Linked DNA regions of Sus scrofa: region 1 is linked to region 2. A link is a contact called in public Hi-C data. All regions are on one chromosome and are shown on one strand. The core of a region is the stretch at or near the end of the contact, and the rest is flanking DNA. Distances in the headings are between cores, read along the strand shown.

Region 1 (3,513 bases), core at 437-2,936, 170 kb after region 2:
GGAAACTAAAGGTCAGAAAGAAAATAAAATGCCTGAGGTCATAGAGTGGTCCAGTGCAGACATACCCGGCCTCCTCACTCCTCAACCCCGTTTATTTACACTGACACATTATTCAAACGCAGCCTTGTCCCCATCCCGGACCTGCTCCACACACACTCAGCGGGAGTGCTGTTCAGGGCGCTAGTGGCCAAAGACGCAAGAAATGGCCCATTGGCACAGCGGTTGGTAAGCGGTGCGGAAGAACCAGACCCATAAGAAGACCAAACGTTCTAAACGTGGTTGTCTTGGAAGACCGACGGGGCTGCCACGTGAAGCGCTCAGCACAGCTGGGCTGCGGCGGGGCTCTCACTTGCTGTGCGGTGGGCCATTACCACGTGGCGAGTTCAGCTTGCACTGAGAGCCTAGCCCCAGCCTCTGCAAAGCCTCTCGCTGCGCACCTGGCTGCACCCATTTCCCGGCGAGCAGCCCAGAGCATTGGGCCAACCCACCTTAGGTTTTTAGCAGGAGGGCCGCCGAGAGCTCGGCCGCGCCCTCGGGCCAACGGGGGCCCGGCTCTGGGATTCCTGTGGAAACATTTTATCCCCAGGCGCCCACCTGCGCCCCACCCAGGCGCCCACCAAATTCTAGGCTCACCTTCTAGTGGAAAAACAACAGCCACCATGATTGGATAGGTGTTATTTATAATTCATGGACCAGTCTTTGAACCCTTTCAAACAAAACCCACAGCGATTTCTTTGAAAGAAAGAAATGCCTGGACTCGGTTCAGAAGTCGCGGGTTTTCTAAGGACCGACAAGCCACTGCACAGATAGTAAATTACCCCGCGAGCCACATTTGTTTCTGATTATTTGCATTGCAGTTGATTTGTGAAATAAAACAGAAGAGTTTATAAATACCGTTTATTCTGGAAGTGGAACACACACTCGACCCCGGCATTGTTCCTAGAAGGAGTTGTGCTATTCGGGTGGGGAGAGCATGCGGGTATCCGTGTCGAATTACACCCCCGCCCCAAATCCAAGTCAAAGCTAGAATCTGGATCCGGTTTGGATTTTCGGATTCTGCATTCTGATGTTACCCACCTAATTCTCCAACTTGGAGAAGTTTTCCACAGGCGGACTGGTAGGGACGTCTAAACAGAGTTTATCCAAACCTTTAACCTCTCTCTCTAGCTTGGACTCTGAGAACAAAGGCGCCCGAGAGGAAAAAGGTGACCGGCTGGACGGTGAAGGTCTTGGCCAGACCACCCTTCCGCCCAGCTCTCGTCCCAAGAGAGTGGATTTCCTCCCCCCCCCCACCCCATGAAAGAAGGGAGCATTTAAAGGACAGGCCCTCCTCCACTCCCCAGGTATCCATCACCCTGCTAGAGCGCGCCTGGGGAGACCGCCCCGCAAGTCCAAGGGGAAGCTCAGAGCTGCAGCGGCCCTGGAGACTGCTCAGCGGTGACGCAAGGTCGAGCGGGGATAGCCCGACTCCTGGTCAGAGTGAGGATCCTTGTAGATTTCAGAGGAGGGGGCTGTTCTCCATTGTTCACCCCGGGCCAATCAGGGTTGGCCCATTTCCTTCCAGCCAATCCCCCGTTACCCCCGCCTTCCACCCAACCCATCCCGCCCATCAGCCCCCAGGTCCCCAACACCTCCCCCGCATCCCCCGCGGTTCTGGGGAAGCTCCGTGACGCCACAGGTCCCGCCCCCAGCTCCGGCCCGGGGCGAGTGCGTGCTGACGTCATGCTGCGTGCGGGCCGGTGCGGAATCGCTCCTTCAACTCCGCGGGGCAGGAGGAGTTAGTTAGCAAAGAGCCGAGGCTGGGCGCGCGACCTTCGTCCTTCTGCCTCTGGCCGCACGCTTTGCGCACATCTCTTTTCTGCATGGTGGATATTATTTTTCATTATCCTTTTCTGGGTACTATGGGGGATCATTCCAAGAGTAAGTCTTTTTCTGTGTGTGTGTGCATGTGCTTAATATGCAATATTTCTAATGCAGAAGAATGTTTAGCGGATTCTACAAGTGGCTTCTATTTGACAGGACACTGGCAGGGAAAAAACAAAACGAATGCATTTCCCTGCAGGACTGCTTATCCTTTGGAATCCTGTTGTTTTAGCTTATAATTAAGCACTCTTTTTCAAGCCTGCTAGGCTGACCTCAGGCTGTGAAATCTGCTTCTGTTTTGCGCTAAAGCAATTAGGTTTGATTTAGCGATGTGGGATTTTTTTTTTTTTTTTTTTTTTTTGGTTTGCCTGCCTGCTTGTCTGTCGGCCTTTTAAATAAGGAAGATTTCCCTCGCTTGATCTGGGGTATTTAAACTAAGAAATGTCAAAGAGGATGAGCTGAGACCCCGCTGAACGCTGATGTGTCTGCGCTGGGATAGGAGGGAGTCTCTGTGAGAGGGAGTGTGCGGACGGAAATGCCTGAACATCACTGTTCAGTATTGATGGGGTGGCGTCTGTAGGGCTTAAATGTCTATTCACTCTTTCTTCTCACTTACATGTTAGCTTTTAGTTATAAGATATATCGATAAAACGCTTGTGTCCAAGTGAATGTAATAGCGGGAAAAAAAATTGAGGAGGGTGGGAGGAGGCAAAAAAAACCTTAACAAATTCAGAAGATTTTGTTTTTTCGTTTCCAATTGTCTGGATCTTTCGAGAGACCACTTTCTTTTCCTAGTGGTCTCAATTCTTGAAAGGGAGCAAGAGCGCAAGCGGGTTGGGTTGGGGCTGGAGCTGCCTCTGCCGGGGTCCGAGCAGCGGGGCCTAACGCGGGCCCCACGCCCTTCTTCGGCAGAGAAGCCCGGGACCGCCATGTGCGTGGGCTGCGGGAGTCAGATCCACGACCAGTTTATCCTGCGGGTGTCGCCTGACCTAGAGTGGCACGCCGCCTGCCTCAAGTGCGCCGAGTGCAGCCAGTACCTGGACGAGACGTGCACGTGCTTCGTGAGAGACGGGAAGACCTACTGCAAGCGGGACTACGTCAGGTGAGGCCCCGGGGAAGCTTGGGCTGAGCCACCGCCCGCAGGGGCCGGGGCTTGGGGACGGCTGGCCGCCTGCGCGCCCCCGCGCGGGGAAAAGGCCGCCCCCACCCCGAAGGCGTGCCTCCGCGCACCTCTGGGTCTGGGAACCCCCGGAGAGCCTGTCCCCGCGCCACCGAGCGTCCTGGCGCGCGTGCCCGGGCTGGGTAAGCAGCTCGGGAGGCGAGGCCGGCCGTAGGCCCCGAGCTGACACCGCCCGCGCCTTGGGCCCGCAGGCTCTTCGGCATCAAGTGCGCCAAGTGCCAAGTGGGCTTCAGCAGCAGCGATCTGGTGATGCGGGCACGGGACAGCGTGTACCACATAGAATGTTTCCGCTGCTCGGTGTGCAGCCGTCAGCTGCTGCCCGGCGACGAGTTCTCGCTGCGGGAGCACGAGCTGCTCTGCCGCGCTGACCATGGCCTTCTGCTGGAGCGCGCGGCGGCCGACAGCCCGCGCAGCCCCGGCCCGCTCCCCGGACCCCGCGGCCTGCATCTGCCAGGTAAGCTGCGAGCGCC
Region 2 (3,401 bases), core at 876-3,375:
TCCCCATTCAAAGACAGTCAAGCAGAGAGAGCAAATCCTTCCTCCTCCTGCCTTTTGTTTTCTTTAGCCATCGGTAGACTGGGTGGGGTGAGGCCCACTCCCCCAGGGTTGGGGGTGGGGAGGGCAATCTGCTTTACTCAATCTACTGGTCCAGTTGCTAATTTCACCCCAAACCCCCTCACAGACACGCCCCTAATGATGTCTGGCCAGATATCTGGGCACCCTGTGGTACCAGCAAGATGACACGTAAACATCCCAATTTCTAAGACAGAGCCTGGCACCAAGGAGGCACTTGATAAATGGAAGCTCTGGTTTTATGACTCATTTAGCCCACATTCCCGTGCCCCATTTTTGGCCGCCCTGTGGCATAGGGAGTTCCTGGGCCAGGGATCAGATATGAGCCACAGGAATGACCTAAGCTGTAGCTGCTGCAGTGAGGGATCCTTAACCCACTGTGCCCGGCCAGGGATTGAACCTGAGCTCCAGCGCATCCAAGATGCCACCAATCCCGTTGTGCCACAGTGGGAACTCGAAGCCCACATCTTTTAGCGACTCCATGCCAGGCACTGTAGGTGGTACGGGGCATGAGGAGGTGTCCCTGATCATCTAGACATGGACCCAGCTCAGCTATTTACAGTCTATGGGGAAGCAGCCAAGCAGGTGTGTATAATGAAAGAAGCAGGAAGGACGGGAGCTTAAAACTCTATCTGCAGCCGGTGGGTGACCTCAGCGGGGAAGCACGCTGCTTGCCCATGTGTGAACTGGTAGGTGGGTGGTGGGTCGAGGACCTTCAGGCAGCGTGGACAAGGGACAGAGTTTGAGTGACAATGTCGTGTCTACACGGGAGATGGTGAGAGATGTCCTGGGAGCCAGCCCAGGTCGTGAAAGCCCCCTCCTGGTCTTGCTCAGGAGTAGGGGCTTGTCCTGAAGGTGGTGGGGAGGAGGCTATATGCAGGAGAGGGGCGTGATGAACTTGGCCTTTGAGAGGATCACCCTGGCAGCCAGGAAGGAGACAGGGGTGGGAGGTGGGGGCGATTGGAATGTGGAGACCATTTAGGAGGCATGGTTCAGCCAAGAGGTTAGAGGTTTGAACCATACCAGCAGGAATGGGATGGAGGATAAGAGAGGAGCTGGAGTTTAAGCAGCTAAATGCAGGACTCGGGGACTGGTCGTCATGGGGGGAGCATGGGAGGGAGCAGGAAGGTGAGCACTTTGGTGGGGGGGTGGGGGGCTGGCCTGCGCTAGGAGGGGGTGGGGATGCCTTTGGCCAAGCCGACAAGTGCTGCAGGAGGCGGTCTCGGCTGGAGATGTGGACTCAGGGGGCTTCAGGGTGTCAGATGGGAGCTGAAGCCAAGGGTGCAGTTGTCGGGGGATGGGAGCGCGTGAGTGGGAGGAAATGAGCCCCAGAAGACAAATTTGGAATGGATGGAGGACGAGGAACCTCAAAGCTGACTGAGCAGGTGTAGCCGAGGCAGGGGGAGGCCTCAGAACGTGCGGAATCTTGAAACCAAAGAAGGAGACTTTTTAGAGCAAGGAAGCCAGCAGCACCGCACATGGCTGAGGAGGTCGTCCCTAACCAGGTGTGGGCAGCGTTCCTCCAGTGCAGGGGGACAGGGCAGTGGCTTAAGAGGAACATGGTCAGTGAGGGTTGTTTTGGGATGGAGGAAATGGAGATGTTCATGTGAGGAGAGGAAGTTCTGGAACAAACTTTGCACATCTTGTGGGTTCCAATCTCTCTCCTCCTCCCCCAAGGCCGAGCACAGTGCTCCCTGCGCAGTGAGCACACAGCCAGGTCACATCAGGGCTTAATTTCCTGCCATTCGATCACATTGTCCGTCCCTGCGCTCTTGAACCCATTCTTTTAAGATCCCTGGGAACCTCCTGCCAAAATGAATCCAGCGCGGTGGCAGACAGTGCGGCTTGTGCCTGTGAGCCCAGGTCCCCTGGAGAGGCCGGCCACTGCGTCGGGGGTGGGGGGGTGTCACTTTTACCAGGGAGAAGGCAGCCTCCCTTCACCCCCTAAGCCCCCACAGATTGGGAACCCCTGGGAGGAGAGAAGGGGGCGGCTGCTCCCTTGGCTCCTGTTTTATCAATGCCTAACGGCAGGGGGCGCCCGTGTGCCGCCCTGCGATCACCGCTCCCCTGGCAAACCTTTGTTTTGCAAACCGGTTTAAGACTGCTTTCAGCCCCCAGCTCCCACCCCCTGCCCCCGCAAGGATTTCTCACGTTTCTTACATTCTCCTTGGAGCTGGATCCCGGACTCCATGATATTGCTCCTGCTGCTCTAGTTTAACTGAGGGCTTCGGCGGGAAGGGGAGCCTTCAGCAGTCTTGGCAGAAAAAACTTGCCTTCGGGTAGATCTGCTTTTCGAAGATGCGCCCGAGCTCAACCCCCAGCGGCCTGGTGCCCACCGTGGGTATTTCTTGGGCCAGAATATTCCTCCAAGCTCTGCACCACCCCGCTCCCCAACCCTTCCGGCTGCCGCGTTGCAGGGGCACAGGCTCAGGGCCAGATGCACACTGCTGCTTCCTTCTCCTGGGCTGATGGGCCCAGCGTTGGGGATGGTTCTCTGGGGAGCAGGAGTGCCAGCCCTGACTCTACACAGCAAGCAGTGAGTCAGGGAATCTCTCTCTGCCTAGGGAAGGGGTGCCTTTGAAAAATTTGCTCAAAGGCATCTGATAGACTAGCAGGTGTTGCTACTGGCATCCCCCAAGGTTCCCAGACCCTGGGAAAGGGACTGATTCCCCTGAGGGGTGGGAGGGATCAGGCCTCAGGCAGCAGGAAGCCAGAAGGCCCTTGCTGCCACTTGAGCCAGGCAGGGCCTGGAGCAGATGCAAGGATCAGGACTTCCCACCCTCCCCTCTTGCCGCCTGAAGCCTGAGCCCGTTCCCTCGAGACATGAGGGGAGTCCCCCCTTGGGAGCAGGGCTTTTGCCAAGGGAAATGATGAGGGTCCCTGGGATGGAAAGATGAGGAGCCCGGAAAACAGCAGGTTTACCTGCCCCTCTCAGCCTCAGTTCCTATGTCTGTAAAATGGCACAAGAGCTTGGCGTTTGGTAAATAATAAACAGTGCCATCCTCGAGATTTTGCCAAGACTCTGGCCTCTCTTGAATGCCAAAGCGTCCTCCTCTCCAGAAGGCAGGACTGGAAAGAAGGAGGCTGAAAACCCTTAGTTTCAGGTGGGCTAGTGGCAGCTGGTGCTGAGGGGTCTGGGTCCCTTGGTCCTTTCCTCAAAGCCCTTTGCAGCTCTTGAGGGCAGGATTGCAAAGTCCACGGCCCTGGGAGAGGGAGTGGTGATAAAATAACCTCTTTGTAATGCCTCCCGAAGCCCTCCTGCCCTTCTCTTAGCAAAGCTCTTCCTTGGTGGAGCTTTGTAGCGGCCAGCCCCGGTGAGGCAGGCA

The links. Hi-C and Micro-C count contacts between places; a contact is called where the count stands out from the background.
Region 1: a Hi-C map of skeletal muscle shows a contact between it and region 2, with 2.8 times the contacts expected there. The contact joins the promoter of ISL2 here to the enhancer-like site in region 2. A contact is called at or near these places in 5 of 47 Hi-C or Micro-C datasets (alveolar macrophages, embryonic fibroblasts, fetal liver and 2 more) and 1 of 2 datasets of contacts at active chromatin or transcription factors (skeletal muscle).

What each region holds. Positions count from the first base shown.
Region 1 is chr7:56,569,666-56,573,178 of Sscrofa11.1, forward strand. It overlaps ISL2 (insulin gene enhancer protein ISL-2), which reads left to right and starts at 1,687. Exons shown (of 6, transcript XM_021099017.1): 1 at 1,687-1,920; 2 at 2,776-2,965; 3 at 3,235-3,497. The coding sequence starts at 1,863.
Region 2 is chr7:56,398,431-56,401,831 of Sscrofa11.1, forward strand. The region is part of intron 5 of TMEM266 (transmembrane protein 266); the gene reads left to right. Among named protein-coding and RNA genes, the nearest start is that of TMEM266, 89 kb to the left of the region's middle. Within about 2 kb of position 2,126, at least 19 of the 83 cell types and tissues checked have an H3K27ac peak or open chromatin away from gene starts, as enhancers often do. A contact at or near this core is called in skeletal muscle, where this site is marked.